3 separate regions of the Gossypium hirsutum genome follow, and regions 2 and 3 are each linked to region 1. Evidence: chromatin contacts called from public Hi-C data. All regions are on one chromosome and are shown on one strand. The core of a region is the stretch at or near the end of the contact, and the rest is flanking DNA. Distances in the headings are between cores, read along the strand shown. Region 1 holds the start of LOC107893501. Region 2 holds the start of LOC107893295 (galactinol synthase 2). Region 3 holds the start of LOC107894823 (agamous-like MADS-box protein AGL80).

Region 1 (5,021 bases), core at 1,138-3,637:
AACTGAACTACTGCCAGGCTTGGCGTGGGAAAGAAATTGCCAAGGAGCAGCTTCAGGGTTCATATAAGGATGCATATGGTCAGTTGCCATTTTTGTGTGACAAGATAATGGAGACCAATCCTGGCAGTCTTGCTACATTCACCACTAAGGAAGACTCGAGTTTCCAACGCCTCTTCATCGCATTCCATGCCTCTTTGAGCGGTTTCGTACAAGGTTGCAGGCCTCTCCTTTTCCTTGATAGCATACCATTGAAGTCCAAATATCAAGGCATATTGTTGACAGCAACTGCTGCAGATGGAAATGACTCTGTATTTCCTGTTGCTTTTGCTTTTGTAGATGCAGAAACCAATGATAATTGGCATTGGTTTTTATCACAACTAAAATCAGCTCTGTCAACATCTTGTCCTCTAACATTTGTTGCAGACAGACAGAAGGGTTTGCGGGAGTCAATCTCTGAAATTTTCAAGGATTCCTATCATGGTTATTGTCTGCACTATTTAACTGAGCAACTCATTAGAGACTTGAAAGGGCAGTTTTCTCGTGATGTTAAAGGTATCATGATTGAAGACCTTTATCGTGCAGCTTTTGCACCTAGACCTGAAGAGTTTCATAAGATTACTGAGGGCATCAAAAGTCTTTCACTGGAAGCTTACAATTGGATCATGCAAAGTGAGCCCCAGAATTGGGCAAATTCACTTTTCCAGGGTGCCAGATATAACCATATGAAATCAAACTTTGGTGAACTCTTTTACAGCTGGGCATCAGATGCAGATGAATTACCTATAACACAGATGGTTGATGTCATACGGGGAGAGATTATGGAGTTAATTTATTTCCGTAGGACCGATTCTGATCAGTGGTTAACAAGGCTGACTCCATCCATGGAGGAAAAGCTGGAAAAGGAGAGCTTGAAAGTCAGTGCCCTTCAAGTGCAACTGACTACTGGTAGCGAATTTGAGGTTCAAGGTGAGTCCACTGAAGTGGTTGACATGGATGGTTGGGATTGTAGTTGTAAAGGTTGGCAACTTACTGGTTTACCATGCTGCCATGCTATTGCTGTTATCAATTGCATTGGACGAAGCCCTTATGATTATTGCTCAAGATACTTTTCAACTGAGAGCTACAGATTAACCTATGCAGAATCTGTCAAGCCTATTCCAGATATGGACTGGGCTATGCAGAATGATTATTCGGAAGCCGTAATGACTGTAACTCCACCAACACGTCGTCCACCAGGTCGGCCTACCACAAAGAAAGTTGGATTACAGGAGGCAATGAAGCGCCAACTCCAGTGCAGTAAGTGCAAGGGTCTTGGACACAACAAGGCCACTTGCAAAGAGCTCTTGTAAATTGTTGTAAACTGTACGTATTGAGTATTCGTGTTCTGTTCTTTAAAGCTTGCATCAGTGATACTGAATACATCAATATAGTGGCATTGCTTCATTCGATTCCATATTTGATCTAAGACTGGTTTCTGTGGAGAGAGCCTATTTTTAATAGACGGCTTGTGTATTTAGCATTTTTATGTGCAATTTTACATGCAGCTTTAAGAAGAATGTTCGACTGTTTGTATAACACATGCTTATTATATCTGTGCTGCACTAGAACCTACAAGTTTTTGTAGGGTTTACATGAGCCAGTTGGCGGATATTCTGCATTTTCACCCATCTGTGTCCCCTCGTATTGCTCTGTAGCATATGTGATGAAATATTTTTGATTTGTTAGCAGAATTCTGTGGATGGCAATAGCCGTCGATTTTATTCCTTTCTTGAAAGTGTGTTGATATCGCCATTCGACCAATTATTCCTCTTATATGTTGGTGTTTTATAGGGATCACATTAAGGATCAAGTGCATCACATACTGTACATGCAAGCAACGGCGTTTATATTAGTGATGAGGGCAATGGCTGCTCTGGTCATTGAACATGTCAGTGATCAGTAGGGAAACTAATGGTTGGTTAAACTAGCTATTTATACCTCTGTTGATTGGAAGGTAATAAATGATACCATAAAGTTGATCATCTTTTGTCGGTGCATATTGAGGAAGAGATTGATTGGTTTAAGTTTGTGAACCACGGATGTGCTAAGCTAAAAGAAACTCTGATGGTGGAAAGATGGTATTTGGATGAGATACAGTGGAAATGCTCTTCATTTGGTGCACCTGCTTCTTGTAATGTAGGGGATGTTGAGATGGAGGGAAGTCAAAAGAAGCTGTAAACTTGCTTGCTTTGTGTAATGAGTAAGCAATATATAGAGAGCTGACATTAGAGGCTGTAGTACTAAAGGTATTTAAATCAATAAGAAGACACAACCTTAGTTTTGCTACAGAATCAGAAAAATGTGTATGACAAATGATAAAAGGTTGGTTGAGTTTGAACGGTAAAAGACTAAAACGATTATTTAGAGATTTGATTTCGAATTTAATTAAGGTCATAGGGCAGGGTTTTTTTTAAAAAAAAAAAACCTGAAAATATTATTAAATATTGTCTATAAATTATAATAATTATATTAAACCTAAACCATGCCAATGACAGCATGGTTGAACTTAAAGTTGGTATATATTTGTAAGTAATAATAAATGAGTCTTAAAACACAATAAACCCTAAATATAGTTTTAACAAAGAAAAAAGACTAAACATTGTAAGACTCAAACCAGAGGAGGGCAGGGCAGAGAAGGGGGTCCTCGATCACCATGGCTACTGGTTTGAGTACTAGGAATGGCAATATTGGCATGACCCTCCCCACCGCCGCCGCCAGCAAACTCAACAATCCATTACTATCCAAAGAATGCAGCAACTGCAGTGGCCATTCTCCCTTCTTTATCCACCAAGTTCGCCACTTAGGCATCCTACGCCGCCTTTGCACTGCCTGTGTCCTCCGCCTCCACCCTTCCTCGTTCTGCCCTGCTTGCTTTACCTTCTACGGCGGCTCCCCACCCCATCCTTCCAAACGTGTCAACTGCTCCAATTGCTGCTCCCTCACCCATTCTCACTGCGCAGGCGACACCGTTCTCACCTCTTACCTCTGCCCACCTTGTAAGGACTCTTCTTTCTCTTTCTTTCCTCTCAAGGACAACAAGATCGACAAGAAGCTCGCTCACGCTTTGCTCTGCGCTGCCAAGATTGCCTCCTTTTCCATGGGGAAGGCCGTTACCGTAGCATGGGCCGAGGCTGACAGGAAGGTAAGGGAGGCGGCGCTTGCAAGAAAACGGGCAAGGGAATCCCTCGAACATCTACTCGTTGTTGCTCGTAAGGAAAAGGCCAGAAAAGAAAATGAGGCCAAAGTTGAGGACTTGGGCGTGGACAATGGTGATGAAGATGGTGACGGTGATGGGGATGGGGATATTGATGTTGATCTCGTACGACATATAGAAGATAGTCTTGTTAAAGCCGACGATTGAGTTCTTTTTGTGTGTTTTGATGGAGGTGTCAAAGCTTGGAAACCAAGGCTGTACATTGTTTTTCATTTATTCTTCATCATTATCTTACATGCTTGCATTGCATCGTTTGCAGCAAGAAATTTTGATTGGTTTTCTACCTGTGTTAATCCCACAATTGGTGGTTTGCAGATTGGGTTGGGTCACAAAAACTGTTAACACTATGACTCTCAGAGTTGATCTTTGCTTTTTTTTTCTGTTTTTTTTCCTTTGCGTTTCTTCAATATACTACAAAATTGTGTTAGAAATGAGGACATGAAGCAAAACAGAACAGACTTTGATTTGAGTTCTAAGGAGTATCAGTTTCCTTAACATGTGGTTGTTTTGTTCATGTAATATATGTTACATTTTCTGGGCTTATCTGAAGTTTGTTAAATGATTCCAAGAAACATATGGGCTGTAATAGATTGATCCCCCTCTCTTGGGAGGTATTTTTATAGGCTTCTTTTGAGCTTCTTCATCCTCTAGGTGTTATTATGAAGTCATGGTGGGTCTCTTACACGAGTACTTAGGAACAATCGAAGGCGAGCTCATATGTTTGTGTGTTTTGGGTAAGGTGTTTCTTGCTTTTGATTAAGGTGGTTGACTTGACCAAACACTTCAAACGTGATATTTAATCAAAAGATGAAAATGGAATGACCAGTGGCAGTTGAGGCATATGTCCACCACCGCCAAGTTGATTCATAACAGGGTTCACTTGGTTCTGTTTCAAAGCGATGTAGCGTAGTAAGTAAAAGTGGCAGGCCAAGTGCTTCAAGGTTCCAGCACAACTGAGCAACGCTCAGATGTTAACAGACAGGACAATATTGGTATAAGTATTGAATAGGTATTTGCACTGTAGCCAAAAATGCATTTTTGCTAGGTAATTTTAAAGTTGGCACAAATAAATGTGAGAGGTTAAATCAAAGGGTCGATTTGATTTTAAAATTTACAATTGAATTTATAATTACTTTATTTATATATCTAATCTAATCTAATACTTCCAGTTATGATATTCATTTTTAAAAAAATTATAATTAATATTATTACCATAGTAATTTTATCTTTTTTATATTTCTATATCATCTTTAAATAAAATAATTATAAATTTAAGGATTCAACATGTGTTTAATAGTATTAAAAAATATAAATTCATCATCAACCCCTATATTCATTGTTAAATAAATTTTAAACATAAAACAATTCCTTTCACGTACATTATTGGTGTGACAAAATCTATAATTATTAAAATTTTAAAGCCAAATTCACGACCAAATATATTTTGGGTAAACTACAAAAATAGTCACTTTTGTTTGCCTTAGATTACATTTTAGTCACTTATGTTTGAAATGTTATGTTTTAGTCACTTAATGTTATCATTTTGTTACGAAGTGACCACTCTACCGTTAAATTCCGCTATCTCCCTAACGGCAGTCTTACATGGTAGTCCAAATAAGTTTCAAATGCCAATTTGGATGTTCAGTTGTTGAAATGAAATAGGCTTTTAATTAAATAGATTTAATTTGGACGGCCACATAGGACATCTAAGTTGGCATTTAAAACCCATTTTACTGCCACGTAGGACTGCCGTTAGGGAGGTAACGGA
Region 2 (5,021 bases), core at 692-3,191, 240 kb after region 1:
GTTAAGATTCAATTCCCACAAAACTTTATTGCTTGGTGGGAGCTTCTCATTATTAACTCACTATATTTGTTAGTATAAGTTATCTGAACATCACAAAAAAGGAAGGACAGACAGGGACGACACTAAAATATTGTCAAAATATAATTTCTCTCATTTTATAATTTATATTTTATGAAACTAAAATATTCTCAAAATGTTATTTCATTATTTTAATAATTTATATTTTCATAATTTTAAAATATTAAATTAAATTTTTATAATTTTATGAAACTAAAATATTCTCAAAATGTTATTTCATTATTTTAATAATTTATATTTTCATAATTTTAAAATATTAAATTAAATTTTTATAATTTTAAGAGTTACCAGGTTAAAATTTTAAAAAAATTAAAACTCCCCGAGGAGAGAAGAAAGCAACTAGTAAGCCGAAAAAAAAAACCCTTACATAAAACACATTTACAATGCAGACTCTTGTTTTAAACTTAAGATATATTTTATACATGATCATATATATCGCCACCGTTGGCCACAAACTTCATGCAGCGGATGGGGCGCTGATATAGTGAACAACGCCAGCTTCCAACAGCGCTGCCAAAAATTGTTCAATCCCTCTTTGTTCATCCTCCTCCTCTGCTTCTTCTGCTTCACCAATACTGTAGTCGAGCGACGCATCATTGTAAATGTCCCACCATTTGGTCACCAGCTTCTTAATATCTTCCCTATCCATGTTCTCTTCTTTCCCAGTAAATCTCCATGGCTTGGACCCAGCTGCACAGTAGTGAACCACCTTGGCTTTTTCTGCATCAACGTTTTCCGGGTGACGCCATAGCATGGCCATCACCAGGTTGTAAATTGGTGGGATGGGCCTGTATATGTCCCTAAAGAACATGTTCAGATAATCCTGCATCAAACATAACAAAAGTACATTAAAATTCAAGACGCTTGATATAGGAAGTTAAATAAAAAAGAAAGGTCGAATATAATTGTTACCTGTTCAGCAAAAGGTGTAGGAGGGGTAACTTTGAAAGTGGCCAAGAGTTGATAATAAGTAGAAAGGTTGGGTTCATATACAAACATTCCAGCGTTGAAGTAAAGAGGGGGTTTAGGACCCAAGTGAGCAGGCCACTCCACCTTGTCAGGACACTGCTGACAGTAACCTATCTTGTACTGTGGGGTGTGGCTCCATGTTTTCTCACAGAAACAATCCATCACAGCATAAAAGTAACCATCTTCCACGTCAAACAAGTGATCTATGTTGTCAAACACTTGAATGTCTCCATCCAAGTATATCATCTTGGAATACTCCACAAACTGCAAATTTTAAAGCATTATGTGTAAGGTTACGTTACGTTTTTAGCCACATGCAAAAAAAAAAAAACAAACAACAACAACAACATACCTTCCATATACGTAGCTTGGAATAGTTGATGACGTAGTAGGCCATGGCAAACTGGGTCTGATTCTCAGGTGGGAGGACGGGTTCGATCTGCTTGACTATGCACCCTTGAGCCACCAGAATCTTTCTGTGATCCTCTGGCACGTCCGGCAAGACCGCCACCACGAGTGGGTACTTGCTCTTGACTTTCCTTAGGCCCTTGGCTAGCCCCACTACACCCTTGACGTAGTCACCGTTACCTGCCAAGAAAGTAACGTAAGCCCTTTCGGGAGGGATGGGAGCCTTGGTCAGAGCCGGGACCCTGGCGGTGACAGTGGCAGCTCTGTTGCTGGTAATATTAGGTGCCATGTTTGAAATTTGGAACAAAGGTGAGAGAAAAAGATGTTATGTTTTGATAGGATCAAATGGGCCGTATGACAATGTTTAAGGTGTTGAAGAGTGTTTGGTTGGAAGGAAAATGATGACTGTCTTGTAAACTTTGAGAGAAAAGTGTTTGGTATGTATATTGCAAGAGAAACTTTGATTGCCTTGAGTGAGGTTCTTGGGGGGAGCAAGTGGACGTTTATATAGGAATTGGATTGATCCTTTTTCTTTTCTTTTTTAATAATGAGAATTACAAAATAATTAAAGAATCCAATCCAACGTTGCATTAATTCTATATAATTCTGCTTTTAGTCCCTCTATTGTGTTGAAACTCAGGATTTAGTCCTCTATTTTATTTTGACTTTATTCTTTTGTTGTTATTCAATCATACAATTAAGGCATCATTCTTAACTCAATCACATTAATAGCAGCTACTCTGCTTGAATTCATATTAAATAATTTGTTAAAATATTAAAATTTCAGTATAAATATATAAATATTAATATAAAAATATATTTTTAATTTTTAATTTTTAATTTTTAAATAGTAAAAAAATTTATTTGAGTAGGTCTAGCATGGTTAAGCTCAAGCTTCAACTTGAATTTTTTTTTTAAATTAGGTCATATGGTTTGATTTGGTACACAAACATCTCTCACAATAATTAATAGTATCATCAATCTGAATCTATTAATAATATTATAGGGAAAAAAAAACTAAATTATATTAAATTAAAATAAAATTTTCTCAAATTTCAACATTATAGAGGGACTAAAATCAGAATTAAACCCATTAAGATTTTATACTAAAGTGCAGATTAAACTACCCTAACCCAACCCAAACCCCACACCAGTAGGCAACATCACCGAGAAATAGGGGGAGAGATCCACCGACCACAGCCCTACAAGAAATTAAAAGCCCCATACAAATAGCACACGTGGATTTCCCAAACACACGTGTCAACGTGGGAAATTTCTGGTGGACCACGTAGCATGGGGTCCACCGTATATCGCCACGTAATCAACCCGAATCAAGGTGGCACCCTCATAGGGGTCGGTCATTTATATGTTCTGTATATTTTGTAACTCTAGGGGCAAGTGGCAAGAAGGTGACGTAGGGTCCACTACACCTGTTTTCGTGTCATGGTGCTGGGGGAGGGGCATTAATCGGATGCCACGTGCCGCCATGAAATTGAAAGGTCGGCGAGTTGCCACGTGGTAAAATGCGTGTGCCTGTTTGAATCAAACGGTCCAATCACAGCCGTTGCCTTGCCTTTCGTTAAATTTTGCAATTCTTGTTTCTAGTTAAGTTAGTTAACCCTAACCCAAAACATACAATTGCACGTTTAATTCTTCTCCCAGTCCTTGTATTCTTTAAAATTTTAAAATTTAGTCCCACTGCTTTTATTTCCAAGAATTTAGTCTTTATGCTTTTCTAATTTAAAAATTAAAGTCCAAATGATAAATTTTTTTGGTTAAATTTGAATGTGACATTTCAATATCCAAAGACCTAATTTAAAAGTTAAACTTCAAATGATAACCACATATTCATATTTAAAATAAGTTAATTAATAGTTTTATTAATTGAATTTTAATCTTTAAATCAAACATGTAGAGAAACTAAATTTCAAAGAGTATAAGGACTGAAACACAATTAAACCAACAATTGCATCAAGATAATGAAAGTGATGTTGGGGACTAACCGACCAGATTTTTTGGATAATGTTTTAAGAAAAATCTTTTTCACTTTACACTTAACTCTCATCCCTTTGTTCTACGTCCAAAATTTGAGTTTTCAACAGGTGGAATGGGAATGGAATATACTACAAGATTCTTTTAATAAGGCATAATGACATTTTTCATCCTCAATCTTTCTCTAAAAAATCAAATTAGCCCTTAATTTTAAGAAAATTCTTTTTCACTTTACACTTAACGCCCACCCCTTTGTTTTACGTCCAAATTTTGAGTTTTCAACAGTTGGGAATGTACTGTATGATTCTTTTAATAAGGCATAATGGCCTTTTTCACCTTCAACTTTTCTCTAAAAAATCAAATTAGCCCATAGAAGGTTGGGGGTTGATTTTGCTTTTTAAATTGAGCCACTAATTAGTCACCACACTGGCATCGATTATAGAGTGGGTTAATGGTTGCTCTATTGGGTGGGCTAAATGTTGGTTGGTTGGGTTCCTAGTTAGCTTGCTGGTGTGGGATGTCACTGTGTCAGGTCGACTGCTGTTGCTTATTGGCTCTATTAATTTTTAAGTATTTTCGTAACTGGATTTAGCCGCTTAGGCCCATACCATTCCATACTGCCTCAAACTCAGCAACAGCTTCAGCGTTTTAAGGTTGAAGCAATTATAGTCGACTTTCACTCAAACATCACATGTCATACCAATTTACTCTATTTTCATTCAAATCATACATATAGTCAATTTATGAAAAATTTTGTGATAATTAAATTTTAGATATAATTGAGTATAAAGATAAAATATATTATATTTTTAAGAAAAGATGTAGATTTAAATTTTGAAAATAATATTATCAAAAGGAACAATTATAAATTTTGATTATGAACTATAAAATGAATATAAAAAAGATTTTCTAACGAATTAAGATATATTAGTATAAACTAAAATTGTTGATTTTTGTGAACTAGGTTGGTTACTACTCCAAGGTTTTCTATGCTTTCTCAAAATCTAATGACTTATAATATTCATTTATTAAGAAGATAATAAACAGATTAAATATTTATAAATTCAGACTTAGATTTAGAATGAATTTGGATAGACAATTAAGTGTGGTGTATTTACCTTACTTCTTAACTCACGTTACAGTATTTAATCTTACTGTTATTGTTGTTTTTATACTAGCTGTAGCTAAACGCACCGCCCATCTAAACTTACCTTTAAATTCTATCTCAATTTAACTGCTCAAAACGAGCCTTGTCTTCAAGGGAATGTAAGTCAAAAAATTGAAACAAATAACTTGGCCAAAGATGACAAAAACCACTTCCTACTCAGGAGACAGTAATACTCGGTTTTAATCCGGTGAAATAGGTTGGTCAATTTTGATCTCGGTTTAATTGATTTTCTCGATCAATATATTTTAAATTTTAGAATATAACTGGCAGGAAAAACTAATTTATTTTATATCATCTTTTAATTATTTAAAATTTATTTATTTATTATGATATATAATAAATATATTTACATATAAACTCACATCAATAACCTTAAACCCAACCCAAAAAATTTGGATCAATTAAT
Region 3 (5,021 bases), core at 1,381-3,880, 130 kb before region 1:
AAAAATTACCATTTATTTCGAATTTGGAGCGGATGCATATAGACTCCCTCATAAATTTATTATCAGAATCCACATTCCTACACTAGTAGATTTAGACTCAGATATCCACAAAATATTTGATAAGAATCTACTACAAAATCAATGCTTCTATCAAAGTTTAAACACAAAAGTCATGTTTTAACTATCAATATTTACCTTAAACATTGGTTAGTAAAAATATAATAAATTATATACTTTTAAAATTAAATATAAAATATATTATAAAAAATCTTTTGTTTAACATTTTATTCACTAAAATCAAATTTAGTTTATATTGGTTTATATTCTTTTGCATCAGTAAATCTAACCAAATAATGGGATGGAATCATAAAAATCCTTATATTTTTTTTATCCCTTTTATTTTTTGATAAATTTAATAAGTGAAATTACTTTAAACAAAAAAAAATTATATAATTAAAATAAATATTATTGATAAGCCATAAAAGTAACATATTTTTAATCTCATTCTTGATGCGTTTTTGGATGATTTATTATTTAAATTAGTGAATTTGATGCTCCTAATCCTTTAAATTTATGTTTTTATACTTAGGTGAGCATATGAGAGTGGAAGGAGCGAAAGAAAAGCCAAAATCGGACAAAAAGAGTTGTTTTCAGTATCTATATGGCCTAGGCATTTCCACACGGGCTGGGCACACGCCCATGTGCCAGACCGTGTCAATTTCGCAACCTGTTTCCCAGATACGCGGAAAAAACCAAATCTTAGGCTTTCTGAGCATTCTAAAGTCTATAAATACCAATTAGAAGAAGACCTATGGGAGCAATCAGAGAAGATTGAGGAAAACACTCGAAGAACGCCATCAGAATCAACTTGGACGCAAATCTCCCTCAAGATCGAATATCTTCATTTAATCTCTTTTGAAGTTTTATTGAGTTTCTTTATGTCTTGTGGTTGTCCTAACTTTGTGATGTTCCTTTTTAGGATTATGAACTAAATTCCCTAGATACGTAGGGAGGATGAACCTATGATAAATCTTATTATTTAATTTCTTTTTTTACACGATAAATACTTGATTCTTGTTCTCAATTATGTATGCTTATTTTGTGTTTTAATATTTTTGGGATATTAATTCATGTTTAATGTGCTTATTTTAGTAGAGCAACTGTCCTTATTTAAGAGTAGATCTAGCATAATTAAGTGGATTTGCATGCAATCCTAGAAATAGGACGACATAAATCTACCGGATTAGAGTCAAATCTAATAGGGGAATCCATAGATCGAGTTAATACGACGTTAGGGGTTTTAATTAGAAACAGATTTCAATTAATCAACCTAGAGTCAGTTGTTCTTACTCTCGAAAGAAATATTAATATAATTTAAGGATTTCTACGGATCAAGACACAAGTGAATAAATCGTTTAATTCAGATTCATAATAATAGGTGAAGTCTAGGTGGATTCTTTCCTGGGTATTGTCTATCTCATTGGTTATCTTTGATTATTTTCCTATTTCATTCTCTGTTGGGTTTATTAGATAATTTAGATTAGTAAATTTAGATTAAAAACAATCACTCCAATTTGTCGGCTAAATAATAGAAAAAATGGTAATTACTAGTACTTTTAGTCCTCGTGGATACGATATTCCCTACTCACCATAACTATACTATTGTTCGATAGGTGCGCTTGCCTTAGTCGTATTTATAGTTAGTTTAGTGACCATTAATTATAACTAATATGAATTTACTTTATAGTGTGAGATATAAGTTAGTAGACATAAACTTCTAACTTCATATAATATATCAATTGTTATATCTAAGTAAATTACGAATAGTGAGTGGTTTTGTTCAATCCAAGGCACAACTTTGTTTCATCTTCCCCTGCTGAAATAGAACCATCAACCCATTCTGATTTCTTCGTATTTGACAAGACATATTTGTCACAACAGGTCTTTTTAGTTCTTGGCTTCTTAGGTGCAGCACCTTCTTTTTCCCAACTTATTCGAGATAGCTTTAAAATGGGTTTAGTCAGTTCTGAAAATGTGGAATAAAGAAGTGTACAGGCATATTACTACAAGGGAGCAGTTGTTCTCATATCCAAAATGTATAAGAGTTGTTTTGAAATATCAATGTTGATCCCACCTCTAACTAACGAAATACCATTTGTAGACAATACATTGAGATTCAATGGATCAACAAAGCACACAACTTTGATGGCCTGGAAGCTTGAGTGTAACCCATATGAGTCTTGATGCCCTTGTGGAGGCTACTTTTACCCAATAGCTTGTATCTCTTTGTTAATATTTGTTTTATTCTCTAAATTCATATATAGCACTGGTGTTGTTTATCAAGTCTTTAGTGTCGGTCTGGTCTTTGGGTTAAGTATTGGGTTAAGTTTTCTATTCTAGTTGGCCCAAACCCAAATATCTTAAATTTTATTTGGACTTTTGTGACATAAATGGTATATATCACTGAAATAAGAAATATGCAACTGACAGCCAGAGATATGAACCCAAAACATACTTATGCATTTAATGTCTACATTAAAATTACAGCTACTATGGTAATGAATTTGGTATCATATCTGGAATTTAAACACCTGTCTTCTCATTTCCTTTTTAGGTCAAAATTAATATGTGTCCAGCGAGGACAAGTGATGCATCCCTTCTTCTCTACAATCCTCTAATATCCATATATAAGCGTACACACTGTTGGCGTAACATGCAACCAAATACATAGAAACTGAGACTTCAATTCTCCATGTCTAGAAAGAAAATGAAGCTTGCCTACATTACCAATGATTCAAAAAGGAAAACTACCTACAAGAAAAGAACCAAGGGTTTGGTGAAGAAGGTGCATGAACTCACTACCCTTTGTGGGATTGAGGCTTGTGCTATTATCCACTCTCCTGATTTCGACTCTCAACCAGAGGTATGGCCGTCCCACGTGGATGCCCGAAGGTTACTTTCCGAGTTCAAGAAGTTGCCCGAGTCGATACGAAACAATAAGATGGTTAACCAAGAGAGTTTCCTCGAGCAAAGCATAGCCAAAGCTAATCAGCAGCTCTGGAAACTATGCAAGGAGAACCGCCAGAAAGAGTTGAAAAAAGTCATGTTCGAAAGCTTGAGTGGAAAAGGGATATTTCAGAGTTTGAATGCGATGGACTTGAATGAGGTGGGTTTGTTGGTTAATCAAAACTTGAAGGATATTGAAAATAGAGTTCGTGTGCTTACTAAAGCGTCTCGTTCCTAAGGATGTTATTTGCAGTGCTCTCTAGATCTAGTGCCTTCTTTTTCTTGGGATATATAGGTGTATCAAATTCAATTTTTGCTTGTGTTATGTCGACCAAATATTGTAGTCGTTTACCCTTTGAATTTAATATGGTTCAATAAATTACATAGAATTTGAATATTTTATGTGGCTATCGTCTTTGTAGTAATCGAAATATATCATTTCCCCCATTTCAGATTTCTATTGAGTCATTATTTATGAAGGCTTATTTGTAAAAAATAAAAAAAAATTTGAACTAGAAAGTAAAAAAACATATTAATGTTTTTTGTATGAGTTTAGATTTGTACTGAAAATAACATTTCAGATTTCTGTTGAGACTCATACTTCCTTTCCACTAAGTGTTTAAATACGCTTAAATCAACATTCTCTTAATTGTTATAATAAAAAAAATTTAATTGAGTTAAGGTTTAATCAACATAATTGAAGAAATTTATAAAATAGTTTTGTTAATATATTGATAAAAAGAAACAAGATTTTTTTTCCCTATTAATGAAGATTGTGGTGGCTCTCGCTCGTCGGAAGTCGATTAGAATACCAAAAGTGTACATTTTAAAGAAACCGAAGGGGAGGAAGGTATCTATATGGTCGTTGAGCTATCCTATGAACCAATATTTTCTTGGAGGGAGAAACTTTGGGGTAAGGGATCTCTTGAGAGTAACAATGTTTGATGCAATCGTAAATTAACTAAAAATTTGACTAAGGCAAGTGCACCTATCAATTAATAGTATAGCTACAGCGAGCAAAGATATCATTCCCACGAGGACTAAAAGTACTAGTAATTACTGTCTTTCTGTTATTTAATCGAAAAATTAGAGAGTTTGATTAAAACTGAAATTAATTGAATTAATTAACTAAAAAACACAACAAAGAACGAATAAGGAAATCAAACGATTAACAACTAGGAAGTGAAACAATACCCAAGAAAGAATCTACCTAGATTTCATCTGTCATTATCAATATGAATTAAACAATTTCTTCACTTAGTACATTGATCCGTAGAAATCTCTAAATTATGCTAATATCTCTTTCGAGAGTATGAGAAACTGACTGTAGGTTGATTAATTGAAATTTCTTTCTAATTAAAACCCCTGTTATTGCATTAACTAGATATATGGATCTCCTATTATATTTGACTCTAATCCGATAGATTTATGTTGTCCTATTTCTAGGATTGTATGGAACTCCACTCAATTATGCTAAATCTATGCTGAAGCAGAGACTTTTCCTCCTCTAATTTCAGCACATCAAACACGTATTAATAGCTCGAAAAATATTAAACCAAGAATTAAGCACACATAAATGAGAACAAGATTCAATTATTTTTTGTGTAAAATAGAAATCAAAGATAGAATTCATCATAGGTTTCATCTCCCCTAGGTATTTAGAAAGTTAGTTCACGCTCGCAAATAAAAACATCCCAAAGATAGTATAACCACAAGAAATAAAAAAACTCATAATAAACTTCAAAGAAAGCAAATGGAGATCTTCAATCTTGATGGAAATTTGCTTCAGAGTTGGTTTCAATGGTGTTTTTCGAGTTGTTTTCTTGAGTATTTTATGACAATTCCCTCCCCTCCTCTCATATTCGGTATGTCTTAGAATGCTCAAAAAACCTAAAAATAGCATTTTCCCACATGTTTGGAGTGTAGATCGTGATTTCCTCACGGTCTGGCACATGGTCGTGAGGCTCACACGACCTTGTGACCAGCCCTTGTAGTCTCTGTACCTTGCTCTGATT

Evidence for each region. A called contact is a pair of places that touch in the nucleus more often than the background predicts.
Region 2: a Hi-C map of hypocotyl shows a contact between it and region 1, with 3 times the contacts expected there. The contact joins the promoter of LOC107893295 here to the promoter of LOC107893501 in region 1. A contact is called at or near these places in 4 of 34 Hi-C or Micro-C datasets (callus, hypocotyl and leaf).
Region 3: a Hi-C map of leaf shows a contact between it and region 1, with 2.1 times the contacts expected there. The contact joins the promoter of LOC107894823 here to the promoter of LOC107893501 in region 1. A contact is called at or near these places in 3 of 34 Hi-C or Micro-C datasets (anther, hypocotyl and leaf).

What each region holds. Positions count from the first base shown.
Region 1 is chrA13:105,195,424-105,200,444 of Gossypium_hirsutum_v2.1, reverse strand. It overlaps LOC107893501, which reads left to right and starts at 2,387. Exons shown (of 1, transcript XM_016818514.2): 1 at 2,387-3,796. The coding sequence starts at 2,693. The coding sequence ends at 3,400. LOC107893500 reads left to right here. Exons shown (of 4, transcript XM_041085571.1): 3 at 1-1,362; 4 at 1,831-2,058. The coding sequence ends at 1,349.
Region 2 is chrA13:104,955,181-104,960,201 of Gossypium_hirsutum_v2.1, reverse strand. It overlaps LOC107893295 (galactinol synthase 2), which reads right to left and starts at 1,941. Exons shown (of 3, transcript XM_016818244.2): 1 at 1,400-1,941; 2 at 991-1,311; 3 at 422-901. The coding sequence starts at 1,744. The coding sequence ends at 536.
Region 3 is chrA13:105,326,494-105,331,514 of Gossypium_hirsutum_v2.1, reverse strand. It overlaps LOC107894823 (agamous-like MADS-box protein AGL80), which reads left to right and starts at 2,630. Exons shown (of 1, transcript XM_016820027.2): 1 at 2,630-3,444. The coding sequence starts at 2,753. The coding sequence ends at 3,244.